Regions from separate parts of the Mus musculus genome. Here regions 2, 3 and 4 are each linked to region 1. A link is a contact called in public promoter capture Hi-C data. All regions are on one chromosome and are shown on one strand. The core of a region is the stretch at or near the end of the contact, and the rest is flanking DNA. Distances in the headings are between cores, read along the strand shown. Region 1 holds the start of Sparc (secreted acidic cysteine rich glycoprotein). Region 2 holds the start of Slc22a4 (solute carrier family 22 (organic cation transporter), member 4). Region 3 holds the start of Sowaha (sosondowah ankyrin repeat domain family member A). Region 4 holds the start of Pdlim4 (PDZ and LIM domain 4).

Region 1 (2,700 bases), core at 88-2,587:
CTTAGGACAGGAAGGCTACACTCAGGGGAGATGGCTATGTGAGATCGCCCACAAATTGCCTAAAGCTTGTTACCTCATGTAGGGTCCGCATCTCACTCCACTCCCTACACTAGGAAGGTTCTAGAAACTTAAAAGAGTTGTCAGTGGAGACACTCCCTCCCTGCAGGTGTGCTGTCTGTCCCTGAGGCAGATGCCTGATACCTGTTTGTCCCCCTTAGGTGAGGCTTATTTCCAGCCATTCTAGGAGTCACAGGAAGTTTACAGAACAGCTTGGAGCAGACAAGCTTTCAACAGGCTGAGTCTTGGATAGATTCAGTAGTAGCAAGAAAAGTGTCCTGGAGCTATATCTCTCTGTCTCCCTCCTCCCCATCACACCCTCCTCCCTGTCGTCTCTGGATTGTATCAAATTGTTGGCTTTCTCAGATGTCTAGATACGGTAGAAGCAATGTTAATGCCAGTGATGACCACCTCTCAGAATTAGGCTGGGAACAATGGCAACCCCAGGCTGGGAGAGACAATGGCATTTCAGACTGACTGAAATGCCACGGGGTGATGGGGTGGGGGTGGACAGAGATTGAAGGGACCAGAGCCTTCCCAGAGGAACTGACTAAAGGGAATGTCTTGCCTTGGCTGTTTACAGATCTGTTTATCCTTCTTGCAAAGTCCCATTTGGACAACAGTGCTCTGACCCAGAACTGGATGTCTGTTCTCCCAGAATAGGAAGCCAGACCCAACAGGCTGCCAGCCAGATTTTCTCTGGGTTGGCAGTCATGATGGGCAAATGAGGATCGGATTCTCAGAAAAGGAGGCAGCTGCCTCCGAGGGTGACAGAGGACAGACCAGTAGCCTCTGCCACCAGAGAACACAGAGAAAGCGGTCCCCGCAAACCATGGCTATTTTCTGCAGTGCTACAGAGACAACAAGTTCCCCTGTGAGTGAGCAACAGGTTTCCAGCTCACCTCCCCCTGAGACTGGTCATGGGGATGGGGCAGAGAGGAGATGATGAAGCTTACAGAAGGGCAGGGGCTGACAGGGAGGTGCATACCTCGGCACAGGCAGGCAGGCAGGCAGGCAGGCAGGCAGGCGGCAGAAGAGTTCTGGCGGTCTGAAGGGCTGCAGGAATGTGGAGGGGTTTAGAGGCGAGCAGCAGGAAGCCTCTTGGAGCTCTGGGCAGGGTCTGTCTCACCCTCCGCCTCCACTCAAAGGCCCTCCTCCTCCTCTGTCTCCTCCTTCCCCTGGCCTGCCTCCCCCTTCTCCCCAGAACCAAAGCTGTCTTTTCTTTCTCCCTTCCTTGCCTTGTGGTAGGCTGTGTGCTACCCAGACACCCTGGCCCCACCTGTCTCATCTGTTCTGGGGCTCCTGCCTAAACAGACATGAGGGTCAGGGCTGGAACAGCTGCTGGAATCACCTAGAACAGGCCAGGCCTTGTTCAGAGCCGAGGCTGCTGACTGAAGAGTCCTAGACATTAACCGAGAGAAGAGAGAGAGAGAGAGAGTCACAGAGGCACGGCTAAGCCCCTTGTCCTACTTTACACACAGCCAGCGAGTGAACTTGCCTGAGCACTCTCTTGGGCTTAGCAATGTACAGCAAGGCAGAGAGTGCACGCTGGCATGGCAGTGGGGGAGCAAAAGTACCCAGTTTTCTCAGTGCCAACAAAACAAGCTGCCACTGGTGATACTGGTGGCATCATCCTTGATAACGAGGCGAAGTCCCCTCTAGGTCTAGTGGCACCAACCACGGGTACGTGAAGGATTAGAACTAAGCTGGAAGACTTGCGCTGTCAGTACCTGACAAACTCAGAGCAATAATACTGATAGTCAGATCAGAAGCAATAGCAGGGTTGGTGGGGAAGCCACAGGCCTTTCATTTAGGTGTTGTTTGGTTTTGGAAGAGGTCGCACGTAGCCTGGGCTGACCACTCACTATGTAGCTGAGGATGACCTTGAACTATTGATCTTCCTACTTCTATCTACTTCCAGGGTGCTAGGATTACATGTGTGTGCTACCTACCATGACTATTTTATTTAGTGCTGAGGATTGACCTCGGGGCCGGGGGGGGGGCAGGGGGGGGTGTTAATGATTGTTAAGCAAGCATGCTACCAATGAAGCTGCATTTGCAGCCCAGACAGACACACCAGAAGAGGACATCGGACCCCATTACAGATGGTTGTGTGCCACCATGTGGTCGCTGGGAATTGAACTCAGGACCTCTGGAAGAGCAGTCAGTGCTCTTACCCGCTGAGCCATCTCTCCGGTCCCAAGAGGCCATTTTAATAACAGGGGCACAGGCTCACGCAGGGCAAACAGCTTACCCAGTAACACCTGACCAAAAGTGGTCTGAGAACGCTGAGTCTACATTTCAGCCCCACTCTTCTTTGGGGAACATGGACACTCCTCATCTATGCAGCAGCTCTTGACTGAACATTTTGGGCCTGCCTACCTGGGGAGGTACCAGAATAGACGTGGTGGCAGGAGTTTGGGGTGTGGCTAAAGGGATGCACCTCATGTGCAGAACCACTTCCTCAGTGATGCAGACCCCAAGGCTTCTCCCAGGGGGTCAGATCAGCAGAAACTTCCTGAAAGCGTAGATATCGAAGCAGCCATTGAGTTTGGATAACAGGGGACTGGAGAAGGTAAAAGAACAGTCTAGAGATAAGCTTATACACACCAGGATCCCTGCCTTCCCTGCCACGCCCTCATC
Region 2 (2,851 bases), core at 272-2,771, 1.4 Mb before region 1:
GACATCAGCTCTCCTAACAACACAGCTGGCATGCCCACAGGCATCAGAGCTCTGCAGGTGGGACCCACACCCTAGCTGTCTACACCCTGGGGCCAGACACATTTTCTGTTGACTGCTCTGTAGTGCTGAGGGAAAGAGATAAGAAATTGAGGCTGTTGTTCCCAGAGATCTCATTGGGAGGAACCTAGTTGGTTTTTTGTTTAACCAGCCTAGGGAAAAAAAAAGACAGACCAGAAGCAGCAATGGTGGGAAGGCAGATTTTCTACCAGCTTGACCAACAGCAGGTAATCAGTTCTGGGTGATGCTCTTGCCAGAAACAGTGCTTGTCTTATCTGTTATGACCTGGTCCTCAGCAAATACGCAGCAGGAAACTAAGAGGGAGTAGTAGGTCCACATTCAGACTCTGGTGACTTGGGGAACCTATTCCCTGATCACTTAGAGGTAAGGCAGTGGGCTCAGCTGGAGCCTTGATCACCAGCTTACACTTCCCTCAGAAGTACGGGTCTTTCCTTGAGTGTCCAAAGGCCAGGTTCTAGTTTTGACTCCTTACATCCAACCAGTGTCAAGGAAGGGGCTGCTGCCTCTTTTTCGAGAAAGTGGGGGCCTCGACATAGAGGCCCTTCTGTCTCAAGACCCTTCCTTGTGTCCATCAACAGACCACTGTAGCCATTCTCTGTAGCAAGGAAATAGCTATGACTATAAATCAAGACAGTCTGGTTTGGCCTGCCCAGGGAAGCACCAGGGCTCTTGGGAAACTCTGTTGTGAAACTCAGAAAGGAAAAGGCAGTTGATGACAACACTCTCTTTTTTTCATCCCCTCCATGCCACACAGAAATTCATCAGCTCTGAGTGTGCGCTGAGAATACACTCACAACCCCACTCTGTGCCTGGAAGTTTTGAGACAGTAGGTGACACTGACCCAGGCACTGTCAGGGGCTGTTGGGGGCACGGATGCAACGGAGTCTCCATTCCCAATGTCCAGCTCCAGCACTACCACCTACCTCTGTCACGATGGTGGACAGGAAGATGTCCTTGTCGTACTCCCAGCCATCCAGGCAGCTCTCCTGCTCCAGCTGCTCCAGATCCACGTCCTGTCCTGGCTCCAGCCCCATCGCAGAGAAGTTGGCGATGGTGGCCAGTCGGTAGCGGCGGCAGCTCTGAGGCACCTGTCGTCCGTCCTTCGTCTCCAAGGGGATGCTGTGGTTGCGCCAGGAGCTGCTCAGGTTCACAGTGTCAGGAACCAGGCAACGGTGCTCGGGGGTCCCCGCCAGGAACACGACTGACATACCATTGAAGCCATTGGGGATGATGCTGGCGCTGAGCAGAAAGAAGATGAGGCGCTGGAAGGGCCCCCACTCGCCCAGGAAGGCGATCACCTCGTCGTAGTCCCGCATGTTTCCACCTCTCCTCCTCAGCTTGCGTGAGGGAGGTGGGTGGAGAGAAAGGATTCAGCGATTGCGGCGCGCTGAGGGGATCTTCCTAGGTGGCTGCGTGCAAACACGCCGTGGGTGCTGCAAAACTCCCAGGGGTTGGCGCGGAGCGCCGGGAAGCCGAGTCCTCTGGACCACACCCCCGTGCGGCTAGGCAGCGAAAGGCCACTGCACTCCACCGATCTGGGCGGAGCTCTCGGGCCGGCTCAGCCTCCTGCTCCGTTCCTTGCACCCAGCGGCCTTCCACGCAGGCCTCCCGCCCGGAATCGGCCGGACAACGCGCGTGCAGCTAGGAGCTCCGGCTTTCTCGGCCCCACGTGGGAGGGAGAGCGACAGGGAGGAGCGTCCCGAAAGCCAGGCCTAGCCCGGAGCAGGAGTTCGTTGCTCCACAATCCCAGCCTGGATTATGAGCAGGCGGACCGGTCAGTTAATCAAGTCTGCGCTCCCAAGAGACCTGTGTGGGGGACAGGAGCGCCACCTCTTCACACACACCAGCGTGGGAACTCACTTATGAACCTTAGCATGGCCGTAGTCCATCACGGGACGGCGGCGGCCCGAGAAGCGTCCTTGGAAAAGCAGGATCCTCACCTTGCAAAGAGGCGACTGTGGACCTGGAGCCAGAAAAGGATGTGCGAGGTCATGCTGAGTCAGAGGCGCGCCCTGGATTAGAAGGGCTGGATCACGGGCCCCTGAGTCGTTCTAGTGTCCTTTCGAAAGATTCCCTGTGGCCTTTATAGAGACACCAGAGGGAAGTCGGCCCACTGAGGGAGCATAGAGGAGTCACCACGCCTGGGCTCGGTGTTTGTCCTTTTGCACTCTCGGGGCACCCGGAGTCCTTTATTGCGGCACGGTGCCAAAGCCTTCTTGGACTGAAAGGCTATTTGCAGAAAGGCCCATTCTAGTCTAGGAACAGAGGGAGGAAGGGACAGAGAGAGGACAAACTGGTGAGATTTGGCCCTCAGAACTGGCAGGGTAACCAAAAGCGGGATTGCCTTTTTTCTCTCTCTGCTCAGTATTCACATCTAAGGTCCTGGGCACAGTGTACAAGCTAGCCCAAGCTAGAGCTGGGCTCCCCTAGCCTGGGATCCACAGGCCTGGAGAGACTGTAAGGCTGAGTAGCCCAACACTTTGCACAAACCGGGTTGTCTCATCAGACTCTGGCAAGGAACTGAAGGAGACTTCTGCTTTTTTCTTTGTTTTTGTTAGTTTCCCCCATGAGTCCTACTGTTAGGCTGACTTCCCACCAGTAACTTACATTTCTTTTCCTGTCATTTAAGCCGCATCTCCTAGTATGCCAGGACACTAGCTTTTTACTTTTGTTCGTTTGAGACAGGGTCTTCGGATGTAGCCCTGGCTGTCCTGGAACTTGCTATGTAGACCTGGCTGGTCTTGACTCACAGAGCTAGCTCTGCCTGTCTCTG
Region 3 (2,954 bases), core at 443-2,942, 1.9 Mb before region 1:
TGGCGGCTACCTGCACGGGGTGCCGAGACACAAGGCTCCCACTGCCACCACTGGCCGCATCAGGCTCCATCATAGATCGCAGGCCAGGGTCACCCAGTAAACGCCTCAGCGCGTAGGAGGAGCCAGGCCGTAGGTACTGGTAGGCACGCCGGCCGCTGTAGTCGCGGACGTGCACTTGGGCACCCAAGCGCACCACTAGCAGCACAGCAGCATCCTCGTGGCCGTGCAGAGCCGCCAGGTGCAGCGGCGTGTAGCCACCGTGAGAGCGCGCGTTCACGTCCACGGGCGCGCCTCCACGCCGCGCCACCTCCACCAGCTGTAAAGCCATCTCCCGGTCGCCGTTCTTGGCCGCCCAGTGTAGCGCGGTGAAGCCGGACATGAAGTCGCGCTTGGCAGCCAGGCCGCGGTCCCGCAAGAGCAACCCGTGCAGCTGGTGACTCCAACGACCGCTGGCCGTGCGCACCAGCCACTCGTGCTCCGTGGGCTCCAGGGGCACCGCGGGTGACGGTAGCGGCGCGACGGGCATCTCCTCCGTGTCCGGACTCAGCAGGCGCGGACCGGCGCGGGACAGGCGCCTGAGATGCGGGGAACGGCCGGGTCCCAGGTGGAGTCCCAGACCCGACTCCTCTACCGAAAGCCTCCGCAGGAGCATCGGGGAGCCCCGTGGGCTCGGCTCCTCCGAGCGCTGCCGGCGCAGGCCCTGCTCCTCCGCGCGGATCCGCAGCGCCGCGGGGCCAGGAACGACGCAGCGCACCGGCAGCATGCAAGGCTTCTGCGGTGGCACTTGCGCCGTGGGAGGTGCAGGCTCCGGGCCTGGCGACTCTGTGCTCGTCAGGGCCAGCCCCGACGGCACGCTGGCGGGTCGGGCTAGCTCCGAGGACCGAGGTAGCGCCGGATCCTCCGGCCCCCCGGGCTGTGGCGCTGAGCCTGATGGCGCCTCAACCTGGGTGACCTCTGAGGGTAGGGTCTCAGGGGTGTGCTGTAGCTCGGATGGTGCGGACGAGTCCTCCGGCGGTTCTCCTGATCGCTGTGGGGAGTGGGGAGCCCCGGGGGCACAGTTGTCCTCCGCTGGGACAGCAGCGCACTGGGCCAGCGCGGCTGGCACTCCAGGGCTGGAGGGGAGTGGGGCCTCGGGTCCTTCCGGCGGCCGGGGCTTCTTTCTCAGCACCACGAACTTGACCCCATCCAGCTCCTTCACCACGGCCACGTTGTTGACGAACTGCTTGAAGCGGTCCCTACGGGCCGCGCGGCCCCGTGGGTCCCCAGCGTCCAGCAGCGGCTTGAAGCGGCTCAGCAGCTCGGAGTTGCGCACCTGCCCGCCGTGCTCCCGCAGGAAGCCCAACACCGCCGCCTGGCTCACCCCTGCGGCAGCAGCGGCGGCAGCGGCGGCGGCTGCCAGCGCCATTCTCGGTGTCTGCGACTCCGGGGTCGCCCCAGCCGCCCAGCCGGGCTCACCTGGGACTCTGATTTCCGAAACTGGACTGCAGTCACGCCCTCGCCGCCGTGCTGAGAAGTCTCCGGGCGAAGGGCACCTGGGACTCCTATCCTCCGCCTGCGCCAGGCCTGGCCCCCAGACTGGGGGGTAGGTTGCTGCTGAGAGGTCCTGTCCAATGGGCGCCAGGCTCCATGCCCCTGTGCGGCGCTCGGCTTACAGGTGACAGCTGCCACTGGAGGTGCGGAGGGAATGGGAAAGCGGAACCTCTCTGCACTGCCCCCACCAATTAAAGGCGGAATTAAAGGCGCAGCGTTGCTCTTCAGCTCCACTCCCGGTTGCTAGGTGGGTGTGTTCCCTGGGGATGTTGCAGCGTATGGGCGAGGCGTGGGTATTTATTACCTTCAGCACTATTTACCACAAAATAAAAGCAATATTTTACATATATATGTCCTTGCACTGCATATATTGCATCAATACCTCTCCAATGTCTGATGCTTTTTATATAGGGGGAAAAAAACCAACCAGATTTACAAAATTCATAGCAAGAACAGTTCCCTGTGTGGTATTGAGTGCAGGGTACTGGAGGCTCACAAGAGGTTTAGGAAGCAGTTTTCTCATGATAGATAATACTTTTTGAAATGTGGAGCTTTGCGATCTACATATTTTATTATTCGTTGACTTTCTGTCTCTCTGTCTCTCTCTGTCTATCTGTTTCTCTCTCTCTCTCTCTCTCTCTCTCTCTCTCTCTCTCTCTCTCTCTGTGTGTGTGTGTGTGTGTGTTTTGTAGGTCAGAAAGAAGATAACTTGAGACATTGGTTCGGCTTTCCATCATTACATGGGCTCTGGAGTGCAAATTCACATCATCTGGTTTGGTGGCAGGCACCTTTACTCACTGAGCCATTCCAAAAATACCCCCTTTATTTTTGTCTCTATATGAAGTTCAAGTTGGTCTGGAACTTGTGCTGTCACCGCCTCAGTCCTGAGTGCTAGGATTATAGGTGTGTGCCACCATGCTTGCCCAAAATAACCCATTTCATATAGGATTTCAGGAATAAACCCACAGGAAAAAACAAAGAAGGAAAAAATATCAGCAGCAGAAATGACCATTAACATTTTGACATACTTTCTTCTACTATGAATTCATGTGTCTTTTATACTTTAAAAATTAAAAAAAAAAAGCAAAATAGAAACCATATTGAAGTGTTAAGTATGGAACCCAGGGCTTTACAAATGCCAGGATACAGCACCACACCTCCAGCCCATGCTGTTTCTAAAACTTCAGTTATTTCACAAATATTTATTGAGAACATAGCCAGGCCCTTTCAGGCTGTGATACATGTTAGCAGAGATAAACGCTTTGACCTAGCAGAGTTCATTTATCAGGAGGAAACAGAAGTCAGAAAGCTCTGTAATGTGCTATGTGAGCTATAGCATACCCTAGAAATACTATAGAGAACACTATAGTATAGAAATACTATAGAGAACACTATAGTATAGAAATACTATAGAGCATGGAGAA
Region 4 (2,953 bases), core at 267-2,766, 1.4 Mb before region 1:
GGGCAACAGATGTCTTAGCTCTCAGCCGCCTCCAGCAGTCAGCCACGGCCACTGAGCCTGTCAGCGGCCTCACACCCAGGGTGCCTGGCCTGCCGGCTGGCCTAACACCCTCACCGTTCTTTCTTTGTAGATACACAGACCCACCAGGCAGACATAGATGCTCTGCCCCCCCCCCCCCACTTCCCACCCCCAGCGGGGATCTCTAGGGAGAACAAGGAGATGAAAGTCACAGGGATGTGCTGAAGGCATACCTCACTTGGCCCCAGGGACCTAGTGGTAAAGACAGATGTTGGAAGCCTCCTAGGACAGCTGGTCCTGCCTGTCACCCAGGCCCCCATATAGAGGATTCCACAATTCCACACCCACCCAGTGACTACCTCTTCCCAAGAACTGAAAAAGAAATCTCGAAAGCTTAGCCCAGCCTTCAGGGCCAGAAGAAGCAGCAAAGTGGTTCTCCAGTCCCCCGACACACTTCCCCAAAGACTCAAGCAGCCTCTGTGGGGTGAAGGGATGTCCACATCTGTCCCCTCCTTCTGGACCCAGAGCCACTAAGGGCAGAGCCTGGGTTCTCTTCTCTTTTGGCTCCAAGGCTGGGGAATCCCTGCCTCAGGCCGGAGCTCCTCCCTGCTCTATCTTCAGACCAACTCCCTCTCCAGGGCTGTGCCCCCTCCTCTTTGCCTCTGCCTTAGATCTAGGAGCAGGGTATGATCCTGGGACCCGTGGGGAACTGGGCTGAGGCTGTCCTGGTCCATGGCTTTGTGTTGGTTTGTAAGGAGGGGGAACCATGCCTCATTGTCTCCCCCTTGCCTGGAAGCTAACAGTCCCTCTTGGTCACTTCCCCCAGAGTGACTGAGGCCAGAGAGGAGAAACTGAAGTTCAGAGTGGGGAAGTGGGTGGACTTCCGAGGACAGCAAGACCCTCCTAAGGCCACCCGGACCTTTAACAGGGGAAGTGGGTTTTCAGTTACTTTGCCCCAAAACTTCAGGCAGGGTTGGATCTGAGGAGTTTCTGGGCCTCTGTAGAGCTGTCCAGACTCCTGGCCCATGTCTGAGGGTTCTTCCCTGGCCCACAGCAACTTCCCCTAAAGAAACTTAGCAGCGGGAAGTTGGTGTATGAACTCTTGGGGATTCTCACCACCAAACGGGGCAGGCAGGCTGTGCGGGAAGCGGGGTGGGACTGTGTTGCCCTGCTGGAACCCCCCTTCACATTATGTGGGTCACCAAGACCAACACTCTGCTTTCAAGCTTTCGACACGTCGAGGATCTGGGTCCTGGGTCTACTACAAGGACAAGGTCTAAGCCCCGGGACTACCCCGCTGCCCCGCGGGGGTCGGACTCACCCGCGAGATGGTGAGGGGAGCACTGAAGTCCCGGCCGCCCACCAGGCGGAAGCCCCAGGGTGAAGGGCCGCGCAGGGTCACCGAGTGGGTCATCGCGGGCCGGAGCTGCAGCCAGAGCTGGAGCCGGACACGGAGGAGTCGCCGCCGCTGTTGCCGCCGCCTGGCCGCCGCGCCCCGCCCCCGGGCTGCCCGCCCCCGATCCCCCCTCCGTTCGTGCCCGCGCCCCGCGCGCACACCGATTGGTCCCGCGGACTCCCGACCCTCCCACTTTGGGGGCTCCGAGGACCCGCCCCTCACTTTCCCAGGCTAAACCCCGCACCCCCCACCCGCTTATTGAAGCCCCCAGAATAGGGTCCGCTTGGATGTCTGAGTTCTGCCTGGCTGAGGAGCCGAGCAGGCTGTGGAAACTCAGACACTAGGCACCGGCCCTTTGAAGTCGCTTTTACGGGCCGGTGCTCTAGCCCGGGGAGGGATGCAGGACTGCGGTGGCTCTGATGGGGGATGGGGCCGTGCCTTGTTCCCAAACCACTTCCACGTTCTGGCGGGCCAACCTGCCTCCCCACCTTTCAGCGCATGGAACCCTCTGAACACCGGCACACTTAGAACCTTGGGCTTGAGAAGCCCTGGACTAGGGACACAGACCCAAGACAGCAGCAGGCCATGGATCTATTTGGTGGGCTACGGGGGGCGTGGGTGCAGTAGAAATAGAAAGGTGCCCAAACTAGTTTGCAAAGGCAAAGCTGATCTCCTAGAGGAGTTGACCTTTTTCTGGCATCTAGAAGCAAGGCGCATGTTTTTTTTTTCCAGGTACCCCACCCCCCACCCTCGGCTTCTTGGGCCTTGTCTTGTTTCCATCTCCCTTCAGGTCATCTTGTCTGCCAGGGGTGTTGTATCTCTTAGCTTTCTGGAAAGGAGAGCAGGCTGGAGCAGTGCCTGTCTCCCAGTGGAGGAGCAGAAGTATTTGGAGCTCGCCCCCACCCCACTCTCCAGGGCTCCTCTCTTCCCCAAGTCTTCACTTCCAACCACTGTGTGCCCGGATGTCCTTTAACAGCTTCTGGAGGTACAATGGTTTGGCCAGACTACTCTCTGGGTACCTCAGTCTGACCACATCAGCCATCAATTGCTTCTCCATACCCAGAGGAGGCAAGATCCTAGTTAGTCAATATTCTTGGCAACCCTGTGTTCTCTCTTACCCTGTTGTGACATGTGACACGTGAGTGACTCGGACTGTGTGTGTGTGATGCTGATGCTCACAGGGTAAGAGATGAGAGGGACCACTGAATCTCCTACATCTGGAAAAGAGAAGAACTGTCAGAGAGCTACAATGTAGGGGTGTCTGTCCTGATGTCTTCCTGGTGACAAAGAGTAGGACAACTTGAGAGGTACCAAGTAGGAGATCCCAGGCCGCTTGAGAGGTACCAAGTAGGAGGTCCCAGGCCGGGATGTCCTCCTGGTAGGGAGGGTGCTGCTATCCCCTCAGGTGGGAGAGGAGTGACATGGATTGAGTGTGTGACACGGATGCATGCTTGAGTGTGTGGAGAGTGAGAGGGACACACAGATGTTGGGCTCGCAATACTGTGTGGCAGAGGTTTGTGCTCGGCTTCATGCAAACAG

Evidence for each region. Promoter capture Hi-C pulls out the DNA fragments that hold promoters and counts their contacts. Capture Hi-C pulls out chosen DNA fragments and counts their contacts.
Region 2: a contact with region 1 is called in a promoter capture Hi-C map of hippocampal neurons, with 2.9 times the contacts expected there. The contact joins the promoter of Slc22a4 here to the promoter of Sparc in region 1. A contact is called at or near these places in 2 of 39 promoter capture datasets (the C10 cell line and hippocampal neurons).
Region 3: a contact with region 1 is called in a promoter capture Hi-C map of liver, with 2.8 times the contacts expected there. The contact joins the promoter of Sowaha here to the promoter of Sparc in region 1. A contact is called at or near these places in 2 of 39 promoter capture datasets (both in liver).
Region 4: a contact with region 1 is called in a promoter capture Hi-C map of liver, with 2.3 times the contacts expected there. The contact joins the promoter of Pdlim4 here to the promoter of Sparc in region 1. A contact is called at or near these places in 1 of 39 promoter capture datasets (pre-B cells) and 1 of 9 other capture datasets (liver).

The regions. Positions count from the first base shown.
Region 1 is chr11:55,418,743-55,421,442 of GRCm38.p6, forward strand. It overlaps Sparc (secreted acidic cysteine rich glycoprotein), which reads right to left and starts at 1,338. Exons shown (of 10, transcript NM_009242.5): 1 at 1,046-1,338.
Region 2 is chr11:54,026,583-54,029,433 of GRCm38.p6, forward strand. Slc22a4 (solute carrier family 22 (organic cation transporter), member 4) reads right to left here and starts at 1,522. Exons shown (of 10, transcript NM_019687.4): 1 at 1,002-1,522. The coding sequence starts at 1,394.
Region 3 is chr11:53,478,503-53,481,456 of GRCm38.p6, forward strand. It overlaps Sowaha (sosondowah ankyrin repeat domain family member A), which reads right to left and starts at 1,693. Exons shown (of 1, transcript NM_183173.2): 1 at 1-1,693. The coding sequence starts at 1,405.
Region 4 is chr11:54,067,501-54,070,453 of GRCm38.p6, forward strand. Pdlim4 (PDZ and LIM domain 4) reads right to left here and starts at 1,517. Exons shown (of 7, transcript NM_019417.3): 1 at 1,340-1,517. The coding sequence starts at 1,432.